2 separate regions of the Oryctolagus cuniculus genome follow, and region 2 is linked to region 1. Evidence: chromatin contacts called from public Micro-C data. All regions are on one chromosome and are shown on one strand. Each heading gives the region's core, a stretch centred on a gene start, on an enhancer-like site or on the middle of the called end of the contact. The rest is flanking DNA. Distances are from core to core; before and after follow the strand shown.

Region 1 (6,239 bases), core at 1,168-3,667:
TACTTTCCCCTCTTTCATCAGCAGCCCCCTTTGAAAACCCTGTATTCTTTCTGTGTAACATGAGAATTCAAGTACCTCCAAGTGGTTAATGGTGATAACGCAAGGTCTTCTGACACAGAGACAAATACAAGTACACATCAGCTATTTCCTCATCCTTAATTTTTAAGCCCCTCATTTAAAAACCGTACTATGTTTATATCATGATTAGAAATTAGCTTTAACAGTGAATAAAGTAAAAGGACAAAGTTAATTACAAAGTGAATTAAATGATATATTCAAACACGAGACTCATTTGTTGTAACATATGCTACTATGATAACCAATTTAAAAGGAATCTCATTTCAATCTACAAATTGGTTTTCTCCTTATAATATAGCCTTAGATGTACTTTTGCAAATTCATTAAAGACACGAGGAAAATGGACTAAACATGAAAAACTAAACATTCAAAAAGAACTTACCTCTTTTCTGATCATGACATCATTTTTGTAATTACTATTATTGGCATATCTAAGCTTTCCTGTGGGAAGAGGAAAAAACTTCAATCTGTAACAAGTAAACACAGCTAAGATAAACAAATGACACCATAACCAGCTTTGAAGGTAAAGACCATTTTAAACTCCCATTTTTATTAATATTTCCTCCCTCTTAGATCAATGTTAGACACGTAGACACTCAGTAAACATTTGTTGGTAAATTGGTTGAAGTTAAACTAGCCAAATTTTTAAATATGTCAGGACCTCAACACATAATGGGTTATTTTTAAAGGCCTATTTTCTCAAGCTACATCATGAACTAGAAAGGGAAGAGCAAAGCAACTAGCATTTCTTTTAAACTTTGTTGTACATCTGTACTGGTGCTAAACACATTACCTAGAGCACTTAATCCAACCTGTAAAAAAACCCTAAAAGGCAGATTTTATTCTCACCTATTCAGTTAAGTAATGAGTCCAAGTTCACACCAGATTCAGACATAGCTCCACTTTCTTCTAATACTCACGCTGTCTCCACTAAACCAAAACATTTTCTTTTAATAATTTCCCTTCAAATTACTGTCTATCAATCATGGCAAAGCATTGTAAGTGGGAAGCACACAGTGTATTGCTTCTGGATACAAACTTGATACAAATGGGGGAGAGTGCAGATGAATAAAGTGATTAAGGTTTCCAAATAATTACAGGGCTGTAGTTACCTTGAGTTCTGCCTGAAATGCCTGACACTTCCCTCGTCTCACATGTGATTTCCCCTCTAAATCTTGTTTCAGACTCTCACAGAACCTTGTCCAAAACAAGCACAGAGTACTTACTATCCACACCGCTTTATGCTTTGTTACACGTCTTTATCTCCCACCACGACATAACTCCTTGAGGGAAATTAAAGCCTTCTTCATTAATGTATTCTCAATTTTGGTATTTACATCTTGCTCAGCATTTGGTGTGCAAACAATGAAAACCTATCCAGTTGAACGGCCCTTGTTGGAGGTCAACTGCGTTCAACGGACAATAACACGCTCTAAAGAGGAGTCAAAAGACAGAGCTGCTGGCGGCCAACAGGTAGCAGTCTCACCGAGCCGTCAGCTCATGGTCTCAGTCTATTTCCCTCTCAAAGGTCAACAAAAAACACCTAGTATCACTCATTACAAGGGTCGGGTCAGGCGCTCATCCTATGAGAACCCCTCCTCCCCCGCCCCCCACCCCAGTAGAACCAGCCTCTCTCTCTCTTTTTTTTTTTTTTTTCCACTCTTAATGCACTCCACGGCGAACTGCAATTAAGCACATAGATAAAACTCATTCTCTTCATTTGTTTACCCGGCGGTCTGCTTCCGCACACAGGCCTGATGAAGAAAATGAATGAATGGGTGGGCAGAAAGTTGCTGGCGTCACAGTTATGAAGTTACTTGGTGGGGGCGCTCTTAAAAATGTTCAAGCATGAGGTCGACGACCTACTTACTCCACGCCTCTCAAAATCCTTTCTAGGGCGCGGATTCCAGGATTCTGACTACTGACTACATTTCAGTCCGCGGCAGGGTTAGTTTTCCTCGCTCAATGTACAGCAGTTCCCTTTTATTCGCAGACACCGCGAGGGTCTCCTATACGCTTAGACTCTTCTTTATTTCAAGGGAAGCAGGGGCAAGCTACGAGCCCACCGAGGCGCGCTCACCCCATCCTGGGAGCCTCCTCCGCTGCCTCTCCGCCTGCCTTTCTTTTCAGTGTAGCGGTGCCAGCGGCCCCGACATTGCTTACCGTCCGGCCGAAACTCGAACTCCAGAAACTCGTGTCCAAACTTGCCTTTGTGCCCTACATAGTAGCGCAGGTAGAAATCACTAGCCATAGACATCTTTGCTCCCAGACAAGCCCGCCCAAAGCCCGGCCAACGTGCCTCCCGGCGCCCGGCAGTGACGTCATCCGCGCAGGCTAAGTGCGTCATCGCGGGCGCGTCCCTTGCGTCTCCGGGAAGGCCCGGAGGTGAGCGTGAAAGGCCCGGAGTGGGATTCCTTTAGTAGGATCGAACACGTACTGTTTGCAAAATGAAGTAGCTTACTTTACATTAGCAAAGAATGTAAGTGTGAAAATATAATAGCATTTTGAAACTAAATAGCTTTTCTGGGGGGTGCCGGGGGGGGGGGGGGCTCCCAGTTCTCGCGATAGGCTGTGACGTGGGTGTGGCTTCATTCCCCTCTAGCCGGTGGGAGGAGGAAAGATAAAGGCCAGAGGTGGGGTAGCTGACCCGAGGGTGCGGCTTGTTTCTCCTTCCTGGTTGGGTCCTACTTGGGGCCTTCCCCGTTTGGATAACGATGCTGGTTATCCATCGGACGAGAGGCTGGAGGTTTTGAAAAACACGTGAAGCTGAAAGGACCCGGCAGTCTGTCAGAGTCCTTTCAATAGTAGAACATCGAGGTACTTCGTTCATTCGGTAAGGGCTTAGAAGCCTGTGGAGTGTTTGCGGTTTGACTTAGAGCAAGTAAGGTTTGGAATCCGTGCATTGGGAATAGGAAAGAACACTCCTGTGTGGGATAGTTTTAGAGGGCAGAGGAGAGCAGGATGGATTTTTATACAAAGTCTGCTTTCACCGTTCCTGATTACCCCTTCTTAGCAATGCACAGAGGAAACTTATCTATTGGAGGACAAACAGACTTCGGTGGGATTGAGTAAAAGTCGTAGAAGACGGAGATTCAATCCCAACAGTAGCCCTACCGAATCTTGGGCAAGTCACTTCCTCTAAGCTTGTTTGTCAGAGAATTGTGTGGTAATGGACTTTGCCAAGCCCACAGACTGTTGAGAAGATTGGATGAGATTATTATGTTTAAAAAAAAAAACAAAACTGCAATTTGTAAGACATGAGTCTTAGCAGACATTTCCTGTGTGCCAGAGACAGTTGGACAATGGTAGTAAAAAGAAAAAAGCCGTTTGCACTGTAGCCTAGAAAAGAAAGCAAACATGTAAGACAAACCCGAGCACAAGGGGGCGACTGCTATAATAAAGTGCTAAGTGTAAAACAGCTGGTAACACAGCACAGGAAGCCATTCTGCTGTGCAGTAGGAAAATTCGAAGAAAGGGAAGTATCAGAGAAGGCTTGTGAAAAGAGATGTTATTTGAACTGGGCCTTGATGTGTGAATTCTGTATGCCAATGGAAAAGCATTCCAACCAGAGGATGAGCTAAAACAAGGTGGTGTGAAAACGCATGCCAAGAAACTCAGGGTAGCTGGAAGGTAAAGTTCATGGAAGTGGAGTGACTAGAAAGGATGATTCAGCCAGATTATTTTGAGACTATGTTAACAGTTGTATAATTACTTATCAGGAAAAATGATTCAGTTCTTACTATAGACCACCATTTGAAAACACAAAAGAAAAATAAAGCACCAAGCCATACCACTAGGTTAAGTTGCCAGTCCAATTTGCCCTGGATTGTGCAGGTTCCTGTGATATGAAACTTCCTGCTTTAAAACCTGGAGAGTCCCAGGAAAGATGGGGTGAGTTGGTTACCCAGGATTAATTCACATAAACTTGAGCATAATATTTCATAGTATTTCTGAAAATACTGGTTGTGGTCCATCTAGTTGAATTACATGAGAAGCTTCATTCAATATCTTCAGATTCTCTGATGTATATTCTTCAGATTTTGGCACATGGCCCATGTTTATTTTTAGGTATGCCTAAATACAGCTGTGGATACCAGAATTTGTGACTATGTAAATAGAATTTATGGAATGCACTGATCTTTGTAGATCAGTTACTGTGTTGATCCCCTAAGAAGACTTAAGAGTTCAAGACTAATCCACTTTTTAAAGATGAAATACAGAACTATATTTACCTGACTATTCATATCTTTTTTTTTTTTAAAGATTTGTTTATTTGAAAGGCAGAGTTACTGAGAGAAAGGGGGAAGAGATAGATCTTCCATCCTCTGCTTCACTCCGCAAATGGCTGCAACAACCAAAGCCAGGAGCTTCTTCCAGGTCTCCCACATGGGTGCAGGGGCTCAAGCACTTGGACTATGTTCTGCTGCTTTCCTAGGCACATTGGCAGGGAGCTGGACTGGAAGTGCAGCAGCTGGGACTAGAACCCATGCTTGTATGGGATGCCACTACTGAAGGTGATGGCTTTTTCTGCTGTGCCACAGCACTGGCCTCCAACTATTCATATCTTAAAGCAAAAGTGTACCCATTGTGTCAGGACAAGAACTACAAAGTGATCACACTTTGATCACATGTGCCTCATGTCACTGAATAACTGAATTCTTTCATATTTTTATTTATTATTTTTAAATGCTCATTCCATTTGAAAGGCAGAAAGACAAAGATCTTCCACCTGCTGGCTTACTCTCAAATGCTCGCAATACCCAGCCAGAAATCAATCTGGGTCTCCCATATGGTGGCCTGGAACCAAGTACTTGAGCCATCACCTGCTGCCTCCCAGGGTGTGCATTACTAGAATGCTGAATTGGAAGCAGAGGGGCTTGGGACTCTCTCCAACCAGGCACTCTGATAATAAGATGTGGGCATCTCAAGTGGCGTCTTAAATCTCTGTGCCAAATGCCTGCCCCAGGAACAGAATTCCTAATTTGATTAATTTTGATTACCAGTTAAAGAACTCCACGTGACTAGTAGCTATTGTGTTGGTCAGCACAGATATAGGAAACTTTTCATGAAAATATTTTGTGGGTGTTTTTATAAACAAAAGTTATGTATGTATGTATTTGAAAGAGAGGGAAGGAGAGAGGGAGGCGTGGGGGGAGAGAGAGGTATCTTTCAATCATTGGTTTACTCAAATGGCTATAACATCCAAGACTGTGCCAAGCAGAAGCAAGGAGCCACGAACTCCACCTGAGTCTCCCACATGAGTAGCACAAGCCCAGGTACTTGAGCCATCCTCAGCTGCCTTCCCAGGTAAATTAATAGGGAGCTGGATTGGGACCAGAGATTTGGGATTTGAACTGGCATTCTGATATTGGAGGCCAGTGTAGCAAGCCATGGTGGCTAAACCCACTGTGCTATAACACTGGCCCCTGTAACTGTTTTTCAATCTCAGTTGCTTCAAATTAGTGCAGACTTAATGATAACTCCACAGTTTACTTATGGAAAAAAAAAAGTTTGAGCTACTAAAATGAAGCCAAAGCACTATTTTTGTCCTTGCTAACAGAGTGGTCAACTTCAAAGCACCTGTGAAGTAGATAAGGAATGTTTTATTACCAATTCTAACTGAAATGGAGCCTAATATTTGTTCAGGTATACAATATTCATTGACACAATAATGATTCTTCTGTAGAGTTTCTATGTTCTTTTCCTTGAGCTTCAAGGTGATGAATCAATTTAGGGGGCTATCACCAAAGAAAGTTATATCTTATAATTGTTAACATTTAAAATGTTCTACTGATTTTTCCTACATAGAAAGTTCTCTCTTCATTTGATCACACTTTTATGTCTCATGTGTCCTCCAAATTCTTTTTTGCCTCTTTATTTAAAAGAGCCAAATTATTCTGACTTCTGATTTTCAGAAGTATGTTCTACCTTCATTGTAATAAACACTGTAGATAATAGTCTAATGTTTTTGTTTGGTTTACTGTATCATTATTTTTTGATTAGCTTTGACTTTGTGAAAGCAGTCAGGCCTATCTCATCCCGTTAAATGGATCAGAGTAGTAAGTCAAATATATATGTTCTAACAGAGCATGCTAATAAAGTGGTTTAAAATGAGAAAAAGGAAGAATGAGTTAGCCTCTTTCGGTCCTTATTCCATCTAC
Region 2 (6,046 bases), core at 1,236-3,735, 500 kb after region 1:
AAATACATGAGGAAAGGCATAGGAATCACTCTGCTCTCCACTTTAGCCAAATGGAAACAAACAAACAAAGAACTAGGAGAAACTCACTACCTTAAGCAAGTGGAAAATGTGTTAAGCAAGTATTAAACCAGGTGAAGTCATTAGTGACCACAGAATAGATCCAGTTTTGCTAGTATATCAGTAGCATATGAATGGGATGTCCCAATATAAATAATTCAATTAGTATTACAATTTATAATTCTGGTAATCACATAATGCTGAAGGATAAAATCAGCTGACAGACTTTCCTCCTCTCGATTACCAGAGTCACAATATTGCAGTGCCTGTGTTCAAGTAATCCTTATGTAGTACCCTAATACTATATCACAATGTTCACTTACTTCATCTCATCACATAGGTAGTGTATCAGCTCATAACTTCAGAAGAAGGGAGAGTATGGTATAATAAGATATTTTGAGACAGAGTACATTCATATAACTTTAACAGAGTATATTGGTATAATAGTTTTATTTTATTAGCATTTATCTTTTGTGCCTATTTTATACTACATTTGTGATAGGTAAGTATATATAGAAAAAGACAGTATCTATTAAGGTACTTCAGGAGTTCATGAAAAATACAATTAAAATGCTTATTTTGGTAGAAAAATGAAATCTATGCACATGGATTTTTCATAATACAAATTTCAACAATTTTTTGGATATATCTCAATTTGATGGATTTTTTTTTTTTTTTTTTTGACAGGCAGAGTGGACAGTGAGAGAGAGAGAGAGAAAGGTCTTCCTTTTGCTGTTGGTTCACCCTCCAATGGCCGCCGCGGCCAGCGTGCTGCGGCCGGCGCACTGCGCCTATCGGAAGGCAGGAGCCAGGTGCTTCTCCTGGTCTCCCATGGGGTGCAGGGCCCAAGCACTTGGGCCATCCTCCACTGCACTCCCTGGCCACAGCAAAGAGCTGGCCTGGAAGAGGGGCAACCGGGACAGAATCCAGCGCCCCGACCGGGACTAGAACCCGGGGTGCCGGCATGCAAGGCAGAGGATTAGCCTAGTGAGCTGCAGCGCCGGTCAATTCGATGGATTTTTAAATTATGTTTACATCAAAAGAAAGTTTCATTCCATTTCGATAACATTTTTTGAAGTCCCCTCAAATAGGGGTCAGTACTGCCTGTGGCTTCAATCATCTCCTGGGGGTCTTAGAAAACACCCTTGTGGATAAGGGGGAACTAATGTATCTTTCTCCACATCTTCTGAGGTAGGCAATATCCATTGTTTCTATGAAATGAGCATATACAATTGATGTTAATTTCCTGAATTTTCCCTACATTTTAAAACTTAAGTATGTGACCCTAATGTCTTTATCTTAGTTTTTAGTCCCAGCTTTTTGGACTTTATGTAAGTTTAACTATTAATATATTTTCTTCTTATTATGACTTTGCTTGTTCAATGTTACGTTCATGGTACTTATCCACACTGACATATATACATGTATTTCATTTCCTTGAACACTTAAGTTTTTACCAGTGCAAGGACAGAAAGCACATTTGAATAATCCATGAATGCAGAGGCTATAATGGAAAACACAATGCTAATTAAAATGGAACATTAGTGAAAATAATGAATATGTATCATTTAAATACCAAAAGGGCTTGTGATAATGGGAGGCCCATTATGATGTTATGATAAAGGTATTAAAGCTTTAGAAGTAGAAATAGACAGGAGCATCCTAAATCTTGGGGTCTAGCCATAGCTATATTTTCTCTATGCAAAAATGACTGAAGCTTCCATACCTAATCTGAATTCTTTGCGGGTTTATGAGGGTGAGAATATCATTTTATACATAAGCCCTGTCTCTAAAAATGTGTGTGTGTATATGTGCATATACATGAGTGTATTTCTATTTTTTTTTCTTAATTTCTGTCCCTTGCCATTTAAATAGTCCTAATACTAGGAAAAGGGGGCTCCATGGCCTGACATTGTGAACTTTTTACTGTGTTACAAAGACTTTGTGCCTGTACTGGCTTATGTAAGATCATCTTGCCCTAACTGCAGGGTTAATGGTATGAAATCAAAAGGGTGAGATTCCTGGCTATCATCCCAGATCACACAGCAGATAAACCAGAGTTTTAACCCGGCTTTGTCCTTTACAGGCTGCGTGGCAAGGGAAAATTACGCAATTTTATTTGGACTTTTCATTTTAAAGTGAAATAACATCTGCACGGCTGCTAGTATGTGCTACACAACATACTCCCGTCCAGGTCCACCACTGGTTAAGTTCTAACGGTAAATATCACAAGAAGACAGGAAGGGGCGGAGCGCCAGCGCCAGCCCAGCCCGGGCGCACCCCTGCAGAACGCCGCGGCGGCGGCAGGCGCAGGGCCAACTCAGCGGACGCTTCGTCCCAACCTCCCGCTGCTGTCCGTCGCTGGAGGCCCCGCGGAGCCTGCGGAGGTCCTCGGCTCCAAGCGCTGGGCGGACAGCGACCCGAGTCCATGGCCCCCGCGACGGCGGCTCCGTCCTCCTTGGCCGTCAGGGCCTCCAGCCCAGCCGCGGTACCCAGCTCCTACGGGGCTTTCTGCAAGGGGCTCTCGCGCACACTCCTCGCCTTCTTCGAACTGGCCTGGCAGCTGCGCATGAACTTCCCCTACTTCTACGTCGCGGGCTCAGTGATCCTCAACATCCGCTTGCAGGTACACATTTAACGTTTGGATTAACTTGCCGGCCCCCGAGGCCAACATGGTGGCCGACTCCCGGGAGGCCTTGCGGCGTGGCGCAGCGCCCGGCGAGGAGCTTCGCGGTCTCGCGATAGTGCCTGGGCTCTGCCCGCGCCTGCGCTCTTCGCTCCTAGCCGACCTTCTTGGGCGGGACAGAATGCCGGCCGCTATTGAAGTGCGCGGTTCCGGCGACCGAGACTATCACGTTAAGACCCACGAACTCACCTAAGAAGCTTTGCGCCCTGAAAGCCTACTCTGAACGGATGTAAGGACCTGACCAAGGGCATAGCGTGCATTCAGGAAAAAAACTGAAAAGTAAACTGGGATAACGTTGGATTGGATTGTAAGCAAGACTTGAATAAATAAGAAGCTGAAGTTATTCAAGATAGGTGGAAGACATCCGTTTATTCACGGGAGGAGAAGATGACAGTCATCGATTTTCAGTGGGGAAAAGCGTCGCACACCAAACGCAGACGTCCGCAGGATTTTGAAGAAATAGAGTTTAAGAAAATGAATCTTACAAGTGCCCCTGTGAGCAGCCTGTGGACCCCCAGCAGAAAAAGAAGCAATCCACTTGCTGCTGGACACTTGGCTGTTCCCTGAACAATATTCGACTCGTCATCATCATGCTCTCTGTGGCTTTCCTCTTTTAAAGGGATATTTAAGTTATGGTTACAAAGTAAATGCAAATGTTTTTCAGCTCTTGATGCAAAACTAGAGTTTATAAGGGAGAATATGAAGTGGGGAGGAAGGTTTCTGGATTAGCTGTAGTGCTTATAAAACAGGAGCTGGACAGACACCGTGGGTTGTTGAGAAGAGGTGTTCCTTAGGGGACAGCTGTCAAGTTCCTAATATATATACTAAAGTTCCTAATATATATACTATATATCCGAAAGAGGATCGGTGACGGAGAAGGCTTGAAGTCAACAGAAAGGGACCAAAAATGAAGAGTTTGATGGGATGCCTCAAAAACAATAAAAAATTCTAGATTGACCAGTGTATTTGAAATAAACAAGATTTTTCTTATTTCAGAGAGTCTGATAAATTAGTGGCCTGCAGATTTTTCAAAATAAGAGATCAAAACAGGTAATTATGAACTGAACTCCAGGAAAAATAAAGGTTCAAAAAGTATGCAGCATACCTCAACTGTGATTAATACTAGCTGTGTAAAGTTAGCCAATATTATGTAAATACGGAATAGTCATTTAACGAGTGATTTACAGACGTGAGGAGGCTGGGACAGGATGAAAGCTGGGTGTAATGAGGGAGCGTCAATCATGGTCTAATGTAGACTAGTCCATGAAAAGCAGGATAAACAAATTGGAAAAATAATCAGCTGAGAGTTAAATGTGGTTTGCTCTGGATAAAGGATATCAGGGTGGATAGAGAAAAGGCAGAGAGACTTGCTGTTTTTCACTACCAGTCTTACAGTATTATTTGATTTCGTTTTACCTGTGTATATGCTATAATTAAAAACAAACTTTTATTTTTAAAAGTTCTCTAGTTAAAATGTATACCACTGGGTTAAGAGCCAAGAAAGTAGAATGCAATTGAGTTTTTAAGTCAGAAATACCCCTATCAAAGTATAAACTCTGATTGTGTGGCCTGAGGTGAGCCCATTAACCTCTCTTTTGTCAGCTGTTAAAAGGTAAACATACCTGCCTTGAAAGACTAGTCTAAGAATTAAAAGTAATTAAAAACCAGGCTTGGTTCTGTGCTTGATAAATACACAAAAGCAGTATTTGTCATATAGAATATCGTATTAAAATGTGAATAAAATGTAAAACACAAGAAAAACCCTGCTTTTCCAGTGGAGGTTTTGAATCCTTAAGAAGAAGAGGGGTAGTGACAAGTGTGCTGGGTAGGAACCTCTAAGAAGATCCTAGGTAAGGCATTTGCATAAAAAGGCAAGTGTTATTGCCCAAGGTAGAGGTTTAAACTGTTTGCAGTGTTGTGTATTCCACTCATGTACAACAAACTCTGGTTTTAAAATCGTAAGTGTTCTGCCTTGTTCAGTACCATGTCTGGTGTTAGGTTCTTCCTACTCTTTATCCTTTGTCTTCAACCAACTCTTTTGAGCACATCCTGCTATCTGTGTTTTCTACCAATAGAAGTTCTATGAAAAAGTAAATATTCTATCGATTAAATATTTATAAATAGGTAAATACTTACTATCTATCTGTTCTCCAAATAGGAAGCTCTGTAAGGAAAAATACTGTATTTTACCCAATTTTACACCCTGAAATATTGCAAATAACACTGTATTAAGAAAATGTGAGTGCTGAGATTTATCATTTAATCTTTACGGTTGCTCTTAAACTTTGCAGTGTATTTGTACTCCTACATAATATAATTCATTTACCTTTCCCAGGAGAGTAAACAAGACTTCTGTCTTGACTAAACCACTTGCTATTTTGTTTCTCTTGGCATACTTCCAGGTAATATCTATAAGGCCAAGGATTTTATATGTTTCCTGCTCCAACCCCAAGCCTAGTGCATAACCTGAAACAAAGTACATAATATTTTTGAATGGGTCAGTAGATCTGATGTTAATTATTCTGTACATTATCAAGTCAATAAATGAAACACATGTGTTGCCCTTTATGTTAAGATAATCCACTTTATAGCCTATAAATGAAGCATTTTCAGATCATTGTGAATATTAGTTGGTTTGGAGGTCCCTCGAGAATGAAGAAGCCAAGAGATGATGATTACCAATAAAGAAAAAAGTAAAGTGTAACTGACTTTAAAGAAATGAGGAATAATAGCTGTGTGTTATAATTTGACTATAATAGTGAAAGAGTGAATATAGTTACACAAATAATTAATAGGAGAGGAGATTTTTATGCATAATTTATTAATTACCACCCCCATCATTTTTAAAACTTCATTGAGTTTTTAATACCAGGAGCTAGGAAATATTTATATACATGGTATCCAGAATTCTCACAAATGTACTGTGAGGTAAACATTTTTCTCATTTTTTCAGGTAGGGAGACTGGGATTTAGAGAGGCTAAGTAACTTCTCAAGATCATCATCACCAGCCAAAATAGTTCTATTTCCAGTTACCCTGAAGATAAATTTCAAAAGAGGTTCATCTTTCCAAAGTGAATAGGTAATTCAAAATAATAATCTCTAGTTTCCAAACAAATATTACCATAGTAATAGTTGGTGAATTTTTAAAATGTAATTGAGGGCCTTCTGTTATATTCATTGTGATTTGATAAGTAAATTCAAGTTTTAGTATTCTTCCACCTGAAATCTATTTCCTGTTTTATTTGGTGGGAATGGGTGGTGGAGAGCAAAGAGAGAGAGAGAGGAAATCCCTGAATGGAAGA

The links. Hi-C and Micro-C count contacts between places; a contact is called where the count stands out from the background.
Region 2: a contact with region 1 is called in a Micro-C map of ear pinna, with 5 times the contacts expected there. The contact joins the promoter of LOC138843713 here to the promoter of LOC100344696 in region 1. A contact is called at or near these places in 2 of 6 Hi-C or Micro-C datasets (ear pinna and an unstated tissue).

The regions. Positions count from the first base shown.
Region 1 is chr9:108,186,377-108,192,615 of mOryCun1.1, forward strand. LOC100344696 (mago homolog B, exon junction complex subunit) reads right to left here and starts at 2,418. Exons shown (of 5, transcript XM_070049385.1): 1 at 2,242-2,418; 2 at 461-519. The coding sequence starts at 2,335. LOC103345394 (a long non-coding RNA gene) reads left to right here and starts at 2,661. Exons shown (of 5, transcript XR_007915596.2): 1 at 2,661-2,911.
Region 2 is chr9:108,687,980-108,694,025 of mOryCun1.1, forward strand. LOC138843713 (small integral membrane protein 10-like protein 1) reads left to right here and starts at 2,486. Exons shown (of 1, transcript XM_070048455.1): 1 at 2,486-3,738. The coding sequence starts at 2,486. The coding sequence ends at 2,695.